Regions from separate parts of the Mus musculus genome. Here regions 2 and 3 are each linked to region 1. The links are chromatin contacts, called in public Hi-C and promoter capture Hi-C maps. All regions are on one chromosome and are shown on one strand. Each heading gives the region's core, a stretch centred on a gene start, on an enhancer-like site or on the middle of the called end of the contact. The rest is flanking DNA. Distances are from core to core; before and after follow the strand shown.

Evidence for each region. Promoter capture Hi-C pulls out the DNA fragments that hold promoters and counts their contacts. A called contact is a pair of places that touch in the nucleus more often than the background predicts.
Region 2: a contact with region 1 is called in a Hi-C map of CD8 T cells, with 3 times the contacts expected there. The contact joins the promoter of Slc44a1 here to the promoter of Elp1 in region 1. A contact is called at or near these places in 2 of 484 Hi-C or Micro-C datasets (CD4 T cells and CD8 T cells).
Region 3: a promoter capture Hi-C map of frontonasal cranial neural crest shows a contact between it and region 1. The contact joins the promoter of Fktn here to the promoter of Elp1 in region 1. A contact is called at or near these places in 5 of 39 promoter capture datasets (the HPC-7 cell line, cranial neural crest, frontonasal cranial neural crest and 2 more) and 1 of 484 Hi-C or Micro-C datasets (CD4 T cells).

Annotation. Positions count from the first base shown.
Region 1 is chr4:56,800,992-56,803,614 of GRCm38.p6, forward strand. It overlaps Elp1 (elongator complex protein 1), which reads right to left and starts at 1,340. Exons shown (of 37, transcript NM_026079.3): 1 at 1,168-1,340. It overlaps Abitram (actin binding transcription modulator), which reads left to right and starts at 1,338. Exons shown (of 6, transcript NM_001081420.1): 1 at 1,338-1,735; 2 at 2,605-2,623. The coding sequence starts at 1,621.
Region 2 is chr4:53,439,088-53,441,710 of GRCm38.p6, forward strand. Slc44a1 (solute carrier family 44, member 1) reads left to right here and starts at 1,329. Exons shown (of 16, transcript NM_001374697.1): 1 at 1,329-1,629. The coding sequence starts at 1,597.
Region 3 is chr4:53,712,870-53,715,492 of GRCm38.p6, forward strand. Fktn (fukutin) reads left to right here and starts at 1,285. Exons shown (of 10, transcript NM_139309.5): 1 at 1,285-1,326.

The sequences.
Region 1 (2,623 bases), core at 90-2,589:
ATTCCAGGGAACCCCATGCCTTCTTCTGGCCTCCATGGTCACTTGGTAAAAAGGCAAACTCATTAATCTCTCTAATGCCCCAATTCTTTTAGCATGAAAACCGACTTCTCTAAATTGTCATTCTGACACTGCTCACTCATTTAACTTTTTGGAGTTACACAGTCCTGTAGTTTTCTCAATGCTTTCAAAGTTAGGAAACATCTTCCAAATGTTTCTAGGATCATAATCTGCTAACAGCCTTCCTTTGGCACCTCCAACTGCACCTCCCTTGACTCCACCCACACATGTTCTAAGAGGTGCTTTCATACAACTTTGATCATGTCCCAAAATTCTGACCATTGATCCACTTTCTCCCCTACCTTCAGGCTTGGTAGCTCACTAAAGGGAAGATTAGATAAACCTATATACCTTGTAAATGAACAAGACCAAACTAAACATTAAACTCACATTAAAATCAATCCTGATATTATCATAAGCTGACCCTTACAAGCATATGAAATGCAACCTGAAAAACAGAGAACCTGCTGATCTCTTATCAAATAATAGCTCATCCTGGCTTGGGACTTATTGTCATCTCTGTTTCCACAAACTAAAATTTGTCTTTGTCTCTTTTTCTTTCACTTACACATCGAGATATTTGCTGGTTATATATCATGGTTCTCAATACGCAAACGAATCCTTTACACAATACCTAAGATCCGTTATGTGACTTACAACAAAACCTTGCCAAATGTTAGGCCCTAAAGACAAAAGACTATAAAATCACAGCCATCACAGAAATCCCGGCTTAGGTACACCAGGTAGGGAAGCACGAGATACACTACTTCATAGAAAAGTCCCAAATGCGAGCGAGAAGGGACCCGCAGCACAGCACAGAGGCCTCTATTTACCTATCACCTTCCACGACAAGCTGGTAGAGGTTTTATCTACACGCTACAAGGAAACCCGCAATTGGGGTACCGGACCCTCATCCCTCGCAGCGCCCCAAGACGGCCCCGGGGAAAACGTGTACAGAAAGCATCCGAAACTCGAAGAAAGAAGAGGTCCACGCCCGGCCCGCCGGCGCGCGCAGGCAGAAGCGCGTGCATCTCCCCTGCACCAGAACAGCCCTGGACAGCAAGACCAGGCCGCACACAGCGGCTCGGACTGGGACGGGCGAATGCTCACCTACGACGCCCTCGAGGCGGCTCCGAGCCCTCACGGCGCACTGGGTTTGGAAAGGAACCGCCGATGCACACGGGAGACGAGAAACACGATCCACTGAAGGGCGAAACACGCCAGGTAGCACCAGAAAGGCGGCGCGGACGTGGCGTCACCCGCGAGGCGCGCTGAGTGACGTCACCGGGTGGGTGTGGCCAGACGCGCCTCCTCAGGAGCTCGAGGGTGCTCAGAGGGTCCAGGGGATCGGGGAGCCCTCACCCGGCAGAGGCAGGACCTTGCTGTCTGCTGTCCCTCAGCTCTTTGACACCCGGTTGTTTTTGCCCCACAGTTGGGCTTTGGCCCAGGATCACAGGTGACTGGGGTCGGGGAGGGAGTTTGGCCGCCAGCCGGGGAGTCGCGCGCGTGCGCACGACACCAACCGGCTCCCACGCGCCGGAACTACGCTCCTGGACTAGAGGGATGGAAGAGCTCCGCTGCCCCGAAGCCAAGCTGGCGCCACCAGAGGTAGTCATAGCTACCGAAGCCCCGCCACCCTCCCTTGTGGATCGATACTTCACTCGCTGGTATAAAGCGGGTAAGTGCGGGATGGTGGTGAGCTCCGCTTTACCGCACGGGTGCAGGCACTTCTGCCACGCGATGCAAGCCACCCGTGCTCTTCCCTGAGCATCCTAGTCCCAGGAATACAGATTTGCGCTGATGAAGAGCTAAAATAGGCGCTTTCCTTCGTGGGAACCGCAGCGCCATGTGTGGGTTGTTTGCAGGAAAGGACGTGAACTAAACTAAGGAACTCCGCGTTGGTCTATCTGGGCTTTCCCCACACTACTAAGGGTTGGTGTGCTTGGAGGGATCAATCCTACGCCGAACCGGGAAGAAACCTTAGGCATGGAGAGAAAAATTAAGAAATGTTAAGGAAGCAGTATCTAGTGTTAAGAAGAAACTGTGCATATTGTCCACTGGACGTTTGAAATAGGCTTCTCTGGTGTTCGTTCTGCCAAGAAAATACCGATACCACCTTTGGGGATCCTCCTCTAGCCTCTATTTTAGCCTTTTTAAATTCAGGGAAACCGGTAGACCCACATATAATATTTAGGATAAGCATCCTAAATTCTCTTTAGGACTGAATTTAAAAAAAAACGTGTGATTTTTGCATACCATCAAGACAGCCTCACAAAACACCACCATAATGTCAGCAATGTGGCGCTTATAATAGTGTTTCTCTAGGTGTACTCATTTTAAAGTGACAAGATGGAGGAGCTAAGAATGTTACCTGCCTTAACACTGAGTAAAGGATTCTATGTAAATTAGGCCACTTAAAATACTTCATAGCCTTTATTTACTTTGCCCACTGTGCTCAGCTTCGCAATGAACAATCTTCATGAACCAAAGGAGGTAATCACGTGGTAAATGCCAGTTCAACAACCTGCGACTCATTTATTCCTCTAGATGTTAAAGGAAAACCCTG
Region 2 (2,623 bases), core at 79-2,578, 3.4 Mb before region 1:
GCCATCCAGGAAATGGTAATGCAAAACACCAACTAGGGAATTTTCTGTGTGTGAGTTTGTCTCCATTCCATACCCCTCCCACCCACACCCATTCCCCACCCTCTTGTTTAGATTTCTCCTTTCCTTGCTCCTCTAGTCAACTTCCCCTTTGAGTTTGAGTCACCTTGAAATCTGCCTTTTATGGACAAGTCAGCATTTCTGGGGTCTCACTCTGGTATCTTTGCAAACCTTTTGATCCCAGTCTTTGCAACACCTTGACAATATGAAACAAGACCGGAATGTTTATATGAGTGTTAGATACATGCGCGTTTCGGTGATAGTTAATCATGACCTTGTTTACTCTCGCCATTTTTAAACTGCTCTCGCTTCACTGTATCTGTAATGACTTCCCTAACATTGGAAATTTCTTAAAGGTTGTGCATGTCTAACTTGTTGCTACCCCCAACGCATATTAATACAGGTTTCGTTTTTTTTAATAAGAGAGTAGCAACTTTGCCTTTTATCGCCTGTTTAATCTTAGTGCCATAAATTTCTAGACTGTAATATAGTGAGTGCCTCGGTAAATATTTTAAAGATGAATTGGTGCGTGTGTTTATGTGTGTGCCCGCGCTACCATGTGTAAGAAAGTTTAGTGAAGAACCAACATGGCTTTGACTTGAGGGCCTGGAGTACTACCTTCCCCTCCCATTTCTGGCTCTTTTACTACAATTTCCAGTTGGGTGCTCTCACTGTCGTCGGCCTCCTTCAAGGCTTAGTGTCCACATCAGCAAAATGGGGCCAGGAGCAACAGATGATATTTTTCCACTTCCATCACCCATTCCTTCTCCATGGGAGGTTTTGCAAATACTCTCTCTTCTGGGTAACATAAACAGCCGCCAGAGCCCTAAAAAAAGCTCCGGGTCAGTGACCTCAGAGGCGCTCCCACCCGGGAGAAGGAGCGACCCCCGGTGACCTCCCCGTGCCTCGCGCGTACAGAAGCAAGTCGGCCGCCTTCCCTCTGCGAGCCCGCCGGGTCCACGGGCGCCTCGGCCTCAGACGCCCTCTCGCCGCCCCGAGGCAGAGCTCGGCCTCGGTGCCACCGCGAAATGGGCCCGGCGCCGCGCAGACTCCTGCGCGCGCCCAAGGGCCCGGCCTCGTTCTGGGCTGCCGTCGTCCCCGCCGTCCGCGCCGCGCGGCGCTGCACTGGGGGCGGGGAGTCTGATGGGAGACGCGCGCGGCGCCGAGGAGGAGGCGGCTGCAGCCCGGGAGAGGGAGCGGGAGCGGGACTGGGAGCGGGTGGTGGGAGGCGGGGGCCAGGGGGAGGGGCTGCCGCCGCCGCCCGCCCCTTTCCGCTGGGGAGCAGCTGCAGCAGCAGGAGCGGAGCCGGAGCCGCGCAGCCGCCGCCGCCGCCGCTGCCGCCGCCGGGGGATGTGGCCGGCGCCTGCCCCGGACCGCGCAGCCTCCTGAGTTCTTGCCGCTGTCGCCGTCGCCGCCGTCGCTGCCGAGTCGTGCGGGGCCAGGCCGCGCCCTCCCCGGGCGCCCGCCGGCTCGCATGCCGAGGGGCTCCGGGGCGTAGCTGCGCGCCCGGCGCCGCCTCCGGGCTCCTCCGGCCCCGCCATGGGCTGCTGCAGCTCCGCCTCCGCCGCGCAGGTGAGGGGCTCCCGCCTCCCGGCCGCCCGCCCGGATGCCACCCCGCGCTGTGAGCGCCTGCCGAGCCGTGCCCTTCGCTCCCCTGCCGTGCCCTGCGCCCCTCCGGTCCCCGCCGACCTCGGCGCTTCGTGCCTGGTCCCCCAATGCCCGCTGCGCTCCCTCCCCCGCTTTCGCACCTGAGCAGCCCGTCCCGCCCGTCTGCAGGTAGAGGCGCCCCGGGCGCCCGCTCTGCCCCGGGGAGGCATACGCTTCCCTCTCCTTGGGGCCCGCCAGCCTGCTCTCCACCTCCGCCGAGCCCCCCCGCCACCCACAGACTGTTTTCCGTGTCCCCAGAAGGTGTACCCCAGCTTGGGCTCTTCACCTCTCTTCCACCTTATTCTAGTTTCGGATCCATTTAATAAGCTGCCCATTTCCCCTGGTCTGCGGGCCCCCTTGGCCGGGATCAGGTGCTTCACTGGGTCCCGGTGCCCTTCCAGGGCCCATTTCACAGATCCCACCCGCTCGTTCCCCATCCCATCCCCCCTCTGTGCCTTGACCCTGAGCACCGCGGCCTCTCGGCGCACCGAGGCCCCTGCGGGAGCGGGGGGACTGGGCTGGGAAGGAGATTGGGCACCTGGTGGGTGACGGGAGCGTTACGGAAACTCCCTCTTTGTTGCCAGTGTAACAGGAGGAAGAGGTGCCGAATTTAGTTTTTCTGTGGGCACTGGCTGGATGTTGTCGCTGAGGGCTGAGATGCAGAGATTTCTCTCAGCTGCCACCCTGCCCCCATCCAAATTTCGCTAGCCGCCTTCTCTTTCCGATCAGAGCCTTTAACCTGGGTGGAAATGTTTGGACAACTGTGTAAGGATCAGATGTAATAGAACTTGACTGCTGGCCACTAATAACTGAGAGGACCTGTTTGTAAATTATCTAATTTAGTGGATTAGTGAGTGTATTTACAAATACGATAAAAAGCAATCAGGAATACTGCATCAAACTGTCTGGTGGTGGTGTA
Region 3 (2,623 bases), core at 35-2,534, 3.1 Mb before region 1:
GGATTGTCAATTTTCTTTGAAGGGTGCTAAATCCCTTCCTCTAAATCCCAGTCCACTTTATAGAAACAGAAACTTGATAATGTAGATGGCACATTATGACTGTGCTTATATAGGGAAAACAGTGAGATCTAAACTTAAACTTAGCTCAAATCAGAAAACTGGCTAGAAAGCTGGCTAGTCCTCTGCCTCCTGCAAGGTTTATGCAGGATAATATTTACTATGCACTTGAAATCTATTCACTTCTAAAACCCGGGAAGTTTTTTTTTTTCCTCCTTATAATTTCCAGACATAGTTGAGCATAATAAGCATTCCTAATATCTTTTAAAATATCACCTCTTAGTACTCCAATAGGCATCAATTATATTGTGTGCATGTGTGCATGTGTGTGTGCGTGCGTGCATGTGCGTTTGCATGTGTTTAAAGACAAGAGCTCACTCTAGATCCTCTTGCCTTGGCCCCCCAAATACTTGAATTGTAGGCATGTCAGACAATAGAAATTTTTGATACAGCCACATTCCATCACAACTTTTTGAAAAATTCTGTTTTAAGACAAGCATGGCGATGCACACTTGTTATCTCAGCACTTGAGATGTGGAAGATGTGTAGGATCAGTTGAACACCATATTGGCTGAGTAGAATTTAAGGCCAGTCTGAGCTAAATGATATAGAACGGGGTGCGTAGGTAAATTATTTCATTTTTTTCTATACGCCGTTAGTAATTTTCGTAGAAAGAACGTAAAATTACAATAATTTCTTTAGTGCTTTTTAATTTTCAAAAATTCCTATCAAAATCCACATCTGCTCCTTGCCAATAACTCTTTAAATGGCTCTGCTAAAAGCAAAGATGCTAGGTGCCAGGCCCAGAAGCATCTATATTTCTTTCAAGCCCCAAACTGGAAGATCGCATCTTCTAGACCTGGATGTCAAGTAGGCACCTCAACTTCATGAGTACTTGCATCACTACATAGTGCTCTTCCCCATTCTGTCCCCAATAGCAGAATGTAGAGAGAGGAGAAGGGGGAGGAGGGAGGGAGGGAGGGAGGGAGGGAGAAAAAGAATCGTTATCCACCCTAGGTTTGCACTTTCTGCGCTCTGTCTGATGAGCCGTACACTACGGGGGACAGTTCTGTTTTTTCTCTAAACTCCAGGCAGCCTCAGGGCACTGCCGGAGGGACGGCTGATTGCAGATTTCTGATGGCCAAATAGGCCACACTAATAGGAGCGCTCGGAGAACAAAGCAACAGCCAGCGTACGCCGCTGCGCGCTTGACCGCTTCTTTGCGACAGTTGCCGTAAAGCGAGGCCTCCGCCGCAGCTCTAGAGTTAGGTAAGATGAGGGCACCGGGGCCGGGTAGCCGAGCCTGGGCGTGGGCGGGTTCCTTCAGGCACTGTCGCTGGTCTACTGGTATACCCTGAGTAGCGGTCGTCCACCTTTGGGGTACCCTCCCTACGGCGGCGGGGAGGAGTCCGAGGTCGGCCGCAGTCCGTGCACGAGCTTGCTGCCGCCGTCCCCGCTGTCCCGGCGACAGATCGTTCCCACACGCCCATGCTGTCCGTTGATCGTCCTGACCCGCGAGGGTTCGATTTTGGAGGTTCATGGAGACGCTTAAGAGGCCGGGCTGGGACAGTGACGCTTGAGCTGGTTGGCGAGAGCGGACGATGCGGGGAGACCGATCAGGTGTGAGGACCAATGCATGCCAAGGTGGCTCCGCCGGGGAGGAACTGATGCAGCCTGCTGCTGCTCTGAGTGCATCCGACGCCGTGGCATGAACTTACAGGGAAAGGAAGGGGGTTGGCAGGGCAGCCGCCCAGGGAGGGTTCCACCTGAGAAGGACTTTGATGCTGCGCCAAAGCCAAGTTCTGTGTACAGCAAGCAGCCTGCTGCAACTGCTTCGAAGAGAGGTGGTGGTTGGCTTACCAGTCGCTTTCCTCTCTTCTTAGACTCCTCAGTAGTCATTCTTAGTTCGTTTGAAGGAGTGCTCACTATGCTTAATAGTATGATGACGATGGTAATAATAATAAGTAACAATAATAATGATAAGGTGGGCGCGGTTAGCGATGCGAGATAACTGCATGTAGGAACGTTCCTGTCTTCCGTTTACATTATCAGTTGGGGAATATCGGGAAAGATTTGATAAAAATGGGGCCGGGTAGTTAAAAGCTTTAGATAAAAGTCGTCCAGAGAACTGAATTCAGATTTCATCACGATCGCCAATTTCTCAGGTAGTACAAGGCAAGCCGCTTTCTTGTATGTCTCAAGCTTTCTCGGCTATAAAGAATGATATTCCAGTCTTTCTAGTTTGAAGATTTCCATTAAGTAAAAGTCAGCCTGTGAGCCAACCATGGTAACACACACCTGTAATACCAGCACTTTGGAGGCCAAGACAAAAAAAAAAAAAAGCACTAGGAAACAGAGCTGCATAATGATCGACAGACCAGCCTTGGGTAAATGCTCTCAACCAAGCAGTTAGTCACTTGCCTCTTGAGGGAAAGGCTTTACTCACTGTCTTAGTTAGAGCTAATACTACAGTGGTGAAATACCATGACCAAAAGTGACTGGGGAAGAAAGGGTTTGGTTTGCTAAGTTTTAGATTACAGTTTATCATCCAAAGCACTGAGGGCAG